Regions from separate parts of the Rattus norvegicus genome. Here region 1 is linked to region 2. A link is a contact called in public Hi-C data. All regions are on one chromosome and are shown on one strand. Each heading gives the region's core, a stretch centred on a gene start, on an enhancer-like site or on the middle of the called end of the contact. The rest is flanking DNA. Distances are from core to core; before and after follow the strand shown. Region 1 has its middle 24 kb from the start of Arid1b. Region 2 has its middle 190 kb from the start of Arid1b.

What was found. Hi-C and Micro-C count contacts between places; a contact is called where the count stands out from the background.
Region 1: a Hi-C map of psoas muscle shows a contact between it and region 2, with 2.7 times the contacts expected there. The contact joins two enhancer-like sites. A contact is called at or near these places in 2 of 12 Hi-C or Micro-C datasets (liver and psoas muscle).

The regions. Positions count from the first base shown.
Region 1 is chr1:47,947,122-47,952,006 of GRCr8, forward strand. No RefSeq gene overlaps it. Among named protein-coding and RNA genes, the nearest start is that of Arid1b, 24 kb to the right of the region's middle. Within about 2 kb of position 1,975, at least 12 of the 93 cell types and tissues checked have an H3K27ac peak or open chromatin away from gene starts, as enhancers often do.
Region 2 is chr1:47,786,336-47,791,169 of GRCr8, forward strand. No RefSeq gene overlaps it. Among named protein-coding and RNA genes, the nearest start is that of Arid1b, 190 kb to the right of the region's middle. Within about 2 kb of position 3,111, at least 13 of the 93 cell types and tissues checked have an H3K27ac peak or open chromatin away from gene starts, as enhancers often do.

The DNA of each region.
Region 1 (4,885 bases), core at 725-3,224, 160 kb after region 2:
CCCCAGGCACGCACAGATGTACATGCATGCAAAAACATAAGATAATTTTTAAAACTTGAAGAGAAAGGGCATAAAGGGACAGCCCTGGTCTCTGTCACATAACCAAAATGCTCATTCATGAACAGTTCAATGAATAAATTGTGGTACTTTGACAGATTTGAAACACTTATAGAATTATTTGAGCAGCCGCGGGGCTCTACAGTTATTAACTGTGTGCATGGTGCTTTGAATAGCAGACACCGTTCATGAAAGTGCTTTATAATGTTGACTCCCATCTCCTATTTAATCATCTACTCATGCTAATCTTTTTTCTTTCGTGTGTGTGTGTGTGTGTGTGTGTGTGTGTGTGTGTGTGTGTATTTATGTATGGACGTTTGCATGTGTGTAGGGTGCACAGGCACACGTGGGTACATTGCATGTGTGTGTTGAGAGCCAATGCTGATGTCAATCAGAAATCTTCCTTGAGCACTTTCTACCCTACATAGAGGCAAGGTCTCTTGCTGAACCTGAGGTTCCATGTTCGGTTAGCCTGTGCTAGCCCATTTGCTCCAGGGATTCCTATCTCTGGCTCCACCTTCAGTATACTGGGATTGCAGATAGCCACCGTGCCCACCCAGCTTTTACATGGGTGCTAAGGATTTGAACTCTGGTCCTCCCTCTTACTCAGCAAGAACTTTACCCACCCTCTAGCCCTCCTGTCATCGTGGAGTGCCAATCTTGGTTTCTAAAGCAATAGACTTCATAAAATACCTTCTTAGTATTTAAATCTCTGGCCACACTGCATTATGATATAAAATAGGCTGTGCACACCTTGTTTGTCATCACAGTGTTTGTTGACATTGGATTGTTGTATGACCATAGGTACAGTATGATATTTCGTTATTATTTTATATAATAGTATACTGTTATAATATCATATAATAGTATTGTGTTTCTCAATATATTAAAACTATTTTTCAATATATTTTATACTTTATAGCTATTATTGGCTTCACCCACCATTTTGGGGAACCGAATGATTTATTTTAGTCTACCTACCTTTGTTATTTTTGAGGCAGTGTTGTTGTGTACGTGCAAATTCAGGATTGTTATAGTTTCCTAGCAATTCTTATAATAATTATTATTAACATTACCATTAGAGTGTGTATGTGTGTGCACACACACACACTCTCACACACAGACGCACGCACACGCACTCGTGCACGTACAGCCGTGCAATGGTGCTCGCACAGAGGACAGAGGACATTTTTGGGAACTGGCTCTCTCCTTCTCTTCATGGCTCTCGGAGACTGAATCAGGTGGTCAAGGTTATGCAGCCAATCTCTTTTCTTTTTTAATTAAATGATGACCCTCTTATGCTGAACTCTGGTGACTAAAGTTTCACACAACTGATGTTGCAACACCTTTACCGGCTCAGTGTTTTACTGGGTTTTATTTGCCATAGCTCTCCTGCAGATGTGAAGGTTCATGAGTAGGCCGCACCTCAGTTCCGATGATCCCTCTGTTGAAGCAGATGGGGTCGTTAGCATTCCTTACAACTGCTAATTTTGTATTTATTCCCAGCATCTTATTTTATGTTTTCTATTTGCCTTTTTTATCTTTAAATTACACTCCCTTTTGTGTGTGTGCAGGTGCCTGTGCACATACATGTGCATGGGGTCTGCAACTGGAACCTGAGGGAGTTGCTTCTCTCCTTCTTCACGAGTGGGATGCAACCGGCCCCCACTAATGATTATTTTCACGATCTTGTTTATCCTCTTTTTGATCTCAGACGTAGTGTTTGGGATCGGATCTTCTAATTCCCGGGGACCAGCCCAGGCTCAGGAGGAAACAGCAGCTTCAGAGGGGTTTTAGGTACTGGGTCCCAGTGTCTATGTAACACTCTGCCTTCTGTGGACTCTGTGGAACATGAATGTCATCCCCAAGAGAAGAATCCAGCCAATTTGTGGCTCCACTCCCAGCTCAAGAGCCATGTGACTTGGCTACATAGTTCCCTTGGCACACCCCACTGCCAAGAACAGCCCTGGCAAGGTAGGCCTGGGAGAAACACAGGGTGTGGTTTTTTTTTTTTTTTTTTTTTTAAAGACAGTTGGCTTGACTAGCTTGCTGCGAAGGTGACTTCAAAAGGCTGGAGCGATCTGTGGACTCAGTACATCAGCAGTAATGAGTTGAGAAGCTAAAATAAACTTTTCTCAAACATGACTGATCAACAACAACCACAACAACCACCTTCCCTCCAAAAAACAGTTTAACCACGTTGTTAGGCGAAAACCTTTTATTTAAAAGACTGATTTGTCTTTCGAGCTTATTTCTGATATTTTAAAGTCATCGTCACAGTAAGGGGAAGGGTAGAGGCTTCAAAGAGCATGTGCCCAAAAATGTATAAGGAATATCATATACTATAGAGAGGTTTTCTAACTCTAATTAAAAAAAAAAATTAGGCCAGGCACAGTGGTACACATCTTTAATCCTGACACTGACCAGGCAGAGGCAGGTGGATCTCTGTGTGTTCAAGACCAGCCTGGTCTTTATAGTGAGTTTTAGGACAGTGAGGAGTACATAGGGAGACCCTGCCTTGACATAAACAAACAAACCTAATTACATTGTTGAGTTTTGTGAGGTTTTATATCATTTAACTGTAATTGAAATTAGTGTTTGTTTTAGTGCCTATTTTATGCTAAATAAACCTAATCTTTGGGCCCAATTTCCTATTAGAGTGTGTGTGGATTATTATGTCAGAAAGAGTGAAGGGTAGCCCAGTTCCTGCTACATTAGACTTCTTTAGATTGCACAAAAGTGGTAACCACCCTTTGTTTTTGTTCCGTTTTAATAGTTTTTTGTTCAATTTGTTTGCTTGTTTTTTTCATGACAGGGTCTCCCCAGATGGGCCTCTCAGCCCTAGATCCCAGGCGTTCAGCATCTGGACTTTTCCTTGTGTACTGGGCTTCAAGCAAGTCTTCCCACTTCCGGAGGAAGCGTGTAACTGACCAAGCCATCCCAGGTCTTTGTGATATTTTTCTTTTCTTCTCTGTGTTTGGTTTTGGTTTTGAGGCAAAGTATCTCAGTGTCTTGGAACTTTCTGTGGGAGCGAGGCAGGCCTGTGAGGTGAGGAGTCTGCCTGCCTCTTGCCTCTTGCTCTCCAATGCTGATATGACAAACACATGATGTCACACCAAGCCTTTTCTCGTGGGTCCTGAAGGATACAACTCAAGCCCTTCTGTTTTCTAGGCACAGCTTTACCAACTGAGCCACCTCCCTAGCCTCAGAAAATAATATTTTTTTAAAAAAATCAAAATTATAAAAATTAATAGACAAGCAGGCATGGCAATCTCCAGAGGTGAACGCAAAAGTCCAAAGTCAAGGGAGACAAAGGGAGGTAGATCTCTGTGAGTTTGAGGCTATCCTGGTCCACATAGTGAATTTCAGGTCAGCCAGAGGAATAAGCAAAATCGAGTTTTCCTTCCCAACCACTTAATTCCCAGAAATAAAGGCTCTGAGACTAATTGTTTATTAATAAATGTGTATGCCATAAGCTTTGGTTTGTTCTCAAACTAACTCATAAATTATTATCCCTTTTATTCGAACCTTGGTTCAGCTACATGTTTTCTTACATCCATCTCCTCAGCAACCCCGAAAATTTCCCATGTTCCTCTCTCCCAGAATTCTCTCTCTCCCTGCTGGATGTCCCACCTCCTATTTCCTGCCTCAGCTCATTGGCCATAAGCTTTGTTTACTGACAGGTGATGCTTGTAAGAGAGTCTCTGTCCAGTCCTTTACTATATAACACATTTGAGACCAGACTGTGGGCTACATAGGATCCTGTCTTAAGAGAGAGGGGACAGGCTGGAGAGATGACTCAGGTGTCAAGAGCGCTGACTGCTCTTCCAGAGGTCCTGAGTTCAATTCCCAGCAATTACATGGTGGCTCACAACCGTCTGTAATGGGATCCAATGTCCTCTTCTGGTGTATCTAAAGTCAGCTACAGTGTACTCACATACATAAAATAAATAAATCTTTAAAAAGAGAGAGAGAGAGAGTGGGGAGGGGAAGAAAGGGAGGGAAAGAAAATGAGCAAAATAATGACAGAGGAGCTGGAAGCACATTAATTCTGCACCAGCATTCTCACATCACATGGAAGAAGACAGTGAAACTTGTGTATCATTACTTTTAAACCCTGTCCTCACATCATCCTGGATCCACCATCACTGGTTATTGTGGCTTTGACTCCTCAGGGGGGTTTCACAAAGCAGCATTGTTAAGCACGGTTTTAACTGAAGCATCCTTGGGTAGATGCTGGATGTGTTTTCCGCTCGCTTCTGCCCCTCAGATTGCAATCCTGAATTTCCCTTATGTTGTTGGGTATAGCTATAATTTATTCATACTCATTGCTATATAGTATTCCACCACCTATCTTTTACTGTTCTGTCAATGGACATTGATCTGCTTCTGGTTCTTTCCTGGGAGCTATAGTGCTACTCTGTGCATTTCTGTTAAGTGCCTTTTGGAACGGGCTGTTTTCTCTAGAGTTTAAATCTAAGAGTGAAATTGCTAGGTCATGGAGCCTGGGCATTTTCACAAGGCAAAATTGTTCTCCAAAAGAATTGAGTTAATCTACAGGATATGAGGGATGGCAAGTTTTTTTTTTTGTTTTGTTTTGCTTTTTGTTGTTGTTTTTTGCCAGTTCTGTGAATTAATGGTAGGATTTTGCACACCTATGGGGCTGTTTGTGTTTCCATAAAATGCCTCTTTTGAAAAGAGTGGCTTGTCTTCTTCTTGTTGATAGATAAGAACTCTTTATATGTGCAGGACACAAATACCTTGGCAACTGAGTCACTTGGTTTGTGATGTTGGAAATCGAATGTAGGGTGCATTCTGGACGAATGAC
Region 2 (4,834 bases), core at 1,861-4,360:
CTAATGCCTATCCCCGGCTGCCGATGCATTCTGAAAGTCTCAAAGAATGCTTGGTAATCCTTGGGTCCAAGAGCTAGCAAATATTCTGACTCATAGTAGGTCTTCAGTGCCCTTGGTGAGCCATGGGGAAAAGACTAACCACCTCAAGAGAGGGTTATGAAACAGAGCAACTGTTAATTGTTCAGCTGGTAATGTGCTGAGCTCCCTGATGAAATGCTTTCATTCCATTGAAGACGAAGACAGTAACCAGGTATAGTTGTGTAGACACCTCTCTTCTACATCAGCCACCTCCGCCTCTGGAGAGAGGTTAAACCACTCCATATTCCTGTGGTAAGAGGTCTGGTCTCAGAGCCCATGGGACACCAGAACGTCCAGAGGCTTGTTGGGATCACAGATCGTCAGAAGGACTGATTTACTGCACAAAGTGGACTTCTGTCCCGTTCCAAAGGGTTCTCCACGTGGAAGAGCCTTGACCTTCTGATTTGCAAAGCATTTCCCCTTGCAAAGCAAAAAAATGAAGAGAAGAAATAGTGTCTTGGGGATTTCATGTTGGCTACAAGGAAAGCCCTGAAAGGGTCAGAGATCATCTGTCTCCCCACATTCCATAACCACGCCCCCTACCCAGCGCTGCCTCTCACTGGGAATGTGCACCTTTTCCACCCAGCAACAGCCATCCCGGACACCACAGACCAGTGCCTCCCCTCTTTTAGATGCCACACGTCAGCTTTCTTCAGTAGATCTGGGAGCACGGAGAGAAAATGGGACTCTCATTTCCATTTGGGTCAAGATAAAGTTCATCTGCCCTGCAGGATGAGATCAAAGCATGACACAAGTCCCAGGGGGAGGGGGCTTCTCGCCCCAGGAGGGGCTCTTGGTACCCTTGAGCTTCATCCCTACAGGCCCTTCTGTGATGGTTTGTGTAGACTCAGCACAGGGAGTGGCACTATTAGAAGGTGTGGCCCTGTTGGAGGAGGTGTGTGTCACAGTGGGTGTGGGCTATAAAACTCTCATCCTAGCTGCCTGGAAGGGAGTATTCTGTTCAAATGAAGATGTAGAACTCAACTCCGCCTGCACCATGCCTGCCTGGATGCTGCCATGCTCCCACCTTGATGATAATGGACTGAACCTCTGAACCTGTAAGCCAGTCACAATTAAATGTTGTCCTTATAAGAGTTGCCTTGGTCATGGTGTCTGTTCACAGCAGTAAACCCTAACTAAGACGCCTTCCAAGGCACAAATGGCACAAAGGTATGAAGGAGGGACAGTCTACTTTGGTCTGGGCCTTGAACTGAAAGGATTACAACTTGAACTGGAATTTCCTCACCAACAGGACCATTTTTCAGGCCACAATGACATCTCGGTCACATGTTTTACTGTAGCAGCAAGACCTGAGTTCAGTGCCCCCAGAACTCATAAAAAAGCTAGGTGTTGAAACAGTGTGTAGTCTTAACCTCAACCCTGGGGAGGCGGAGAGAAGTGGAGCCCTGGGGCTTGTTGGCAACCCAGGCTAGCCCACTCACTGAGTTCCAGACCAATGAGAGATTTTTGTCTCAGAAATAAATAAAGTAGATGTCACCTGAGGAATTAGACCCAACATTGTTGTCTGGCCTCTACACACACACACACACACACACACACACACACACACACACACACCTCCTTTTCTGGGAGTCTATGTAAGAGGCCAGTGTTGGTCAGTGAAGGTGAAGTGGGTCAGAGGTCAGGAGAAGAGAAGCCTCAGGATGAATGTCCAACAAGGAACATCATGGCACAGAGGGTACCAACAAGCTGGTATGCAGCCTGCACCACCAGGGTGGCACACATCTTCAAGAACGAAGCTGGAGGTTGGAGAGATGGCTCAACTGTCTTCTCCTCCCCTTGCCAGTTGGGTCGTTTCGTTTTACTAGTGTCACAGGCTAAGTCGTGTCTCCACCCCATCCTACATCCACTAGCCTTCCACATGTTCTTGCTGGAAGTCATAATCAATGATACTTTGGAATGTATCCTCTTAACGAGAGAAAGTTTTTTTTATAAGGAAATTAAGATGGGGCCCCCAGGATGGGCTCTAATCCGGTATGGCCAAAGCTGTTATAAAGAGGTCGTGGCACAGACACACACACAGAGGAAGCCCTGTGAGGACACAATCTATATACAAGTGAAGGACTAAAAGCAACCCTGCCAACACCTTGACCTCAGTCTGCTGGACTCCAGAATGCTCTGAAGTTTCTGTGATAGCGCCAAGTGTCTGTTCCTGAGCAGAAGCTGCCTGATCAGCTCCTACAGTTCACAACAGTGTCTGCTCCCTCCCATCCACGCAGACTCAGAATGAGTGACAAGAAAAGACAACCTGATGTTGCCAGGGTAACTGTCCACACATCGGGATCATACTGTTGGGATGGTACAGTAGTTGGGCATGTATAACATACAGGGAACCCCAAAGAGAAATGGTGATTAAATGATTGGAAGGTAGCTAATGATTGGCTGGAAGGGAGCTAATGATTGGCTGGAAGGGAGCTAATGATTGGCTGGAAGGGAGCTAATGATTGGCTGGAAGGGAGCTCAGTTGCTGGAGTGTTTTCCTAGCATGCAGATGCCCTGTGTTCTAGCCCAGGCATTCTATAAAACAAGGCATGGTGGTGTGCCCTCAAGGGGGCAGAAGGATAGGACGATTTTCTTAGCGGAAAAATGAGTTCATGGCCAGCCTGGGACATTTTAAAAAAAATACACACAACCCTGTTTTTAAAAAATAACGAGAAGAGGAAGAAGAGGAGGAGGAAGGGGGAAAAATCATCGTTTTCACAAAGTTATTCTTACAGTGTTTGCTGCAAATTTACATTTTTTATTTTTTTATTTTTATTTTATTTTTTTTTAAGTTTTTAAGCTCCATGGTCCCTTAGATAAATAAGCCGACACTTAAGCAATATTAATAGGGAGGAACCAACAACTAAAAATAAGCTGCCTCCTTTTAGCACAGCCCTAGAGCCCTGTGGATCCTCTTGCAAGGCTGGCCTCAGCTGCCACCTGCTTCTGTCCCCGGGGGCTGGGCTCGAAGGCTAGGTGTCATGTATCCCCGCCCTGCCGCTGAGCTAGCTCTCCTGGCTGGCACCCATAGCCTGCCTCCCAGATCCTGTGGAGCTCCAACTCACAGAGCAAGGGGATGGCGGCGGGGACACACTAGGGTCCTGCCTTTCCACTGTGCACAGCAAGCTCCATGACACACTCCACTACTAAACCAGAATAAAAGCCAGCCGGGCGGGTGCCTTCCCCACACCACTCGGTGAGGCTGCATAAGCTGCTGGCGAGCAGAGAGTCCCGTGAAGGAACTGTTTAAAGAAAGTGGCCTGCTTGCTCAGCACGGAGTCATTCTGCAAGGATGCTGGGGTGTCCTAGAGACACTTCCACTCTGCTTGTTTTCCCTGCCCTGCTCTCTGCTCCCCTTGCAACATGCACTCTGTCCTCCTTACCCGCCTACCCACAAGCTCTCCTTGCCCTACTCTCCTCGCCCCGCCCTCCTTTAGCTGTGGGTATGCATAATAAGAGAAATCTCTTTCCTCAAACCCAAACCGCACGTACATTTCTGAGTCTGTCAGCCACTGTGTCTAGCAGCTGTCATCCCGACAGCACACCCTATCCTGCCTCAACACCTCTTGCTCCTCGTGCATCTCTGGACATTCAGCACAGGGAACGGGGTTCCCAGACTCCCCAAGAAGGGACCGGGATAGTATGGCTGGATTTCACCCTCATTCTAAGCCGTCTCAGCCCCTTAAATGTATATTTCTCACTTAATCCCAGTTCTTCACACTTGTTTTAGGATATGATTTAACATGAAATGTGAAATATTTGCTTGGTGACACTCGGGTTTAGTCTGCACACTGATTCCATGGTGCTATTCCCCACAGAGAGCTGTAATTTAAGATTGGAGCCAAGGAGAAGTGTCTTGCTCCCTGGGGAGCTCAGCCTGGCCTCCATAAAACCTGCTCAGTGGGAGAAAGCGGGGTACACAGCAGGCAAGCAGCCAGAGTCAACTGCCCCCCAAGGGAGCCCTGCACTCCTGACTCTTGTGGTCCCACATAAAGCACTGAGGAGCTCAAGCGGGAGACCAAGCTTCCCCGCCGTCCTTGCAGGGCACAGCGTTTCCTGTACTCTTTCATCCACTCTTCGGTTTGGGTTTTTTTTTTTGGGGGGGGGGTTGTCTTTCTTTTGTTCATTTGTTTTTTTCCCATCAGCCAGCTGTGGTTTGGCTCAACAGATAAGGTGCTTGGTGTGCAAACATGGGGACTTAAGTTCAAATCCCCAGAACCCATGAAAAGCTAAGTGTGGAAATGCTGTGTGTTATCCCAGTGTTACTATGGTGAGACAGAAGGGAGAGGTGGGAGGAATCCTGTAACGATAAAGAGGAAGGTAAGGATCACACCTGAGATTATCCAGACTATCCACTGACACCCACACACATGCTAAAGTATGTGCCTGAGTGTGCACACACACACACACACATACACACACATACACATACACACATACACACACATATATACATACACACACATATACACACACATATACATACACACATATATACACACATATACACACACACACATACACACACATATACACACACATACACACACATATATACATACACACATATACACACATACACATACACACACATACACACATATACATACACACATATACACACATATACACATACACACACATACACACATATACATACACTTGCACACACATACACACACACACACACACACGTGTGTGTGTATGCAGGTGAGGCCCTGTAATGATGTATCTAACTAGTCCTGCATGCATG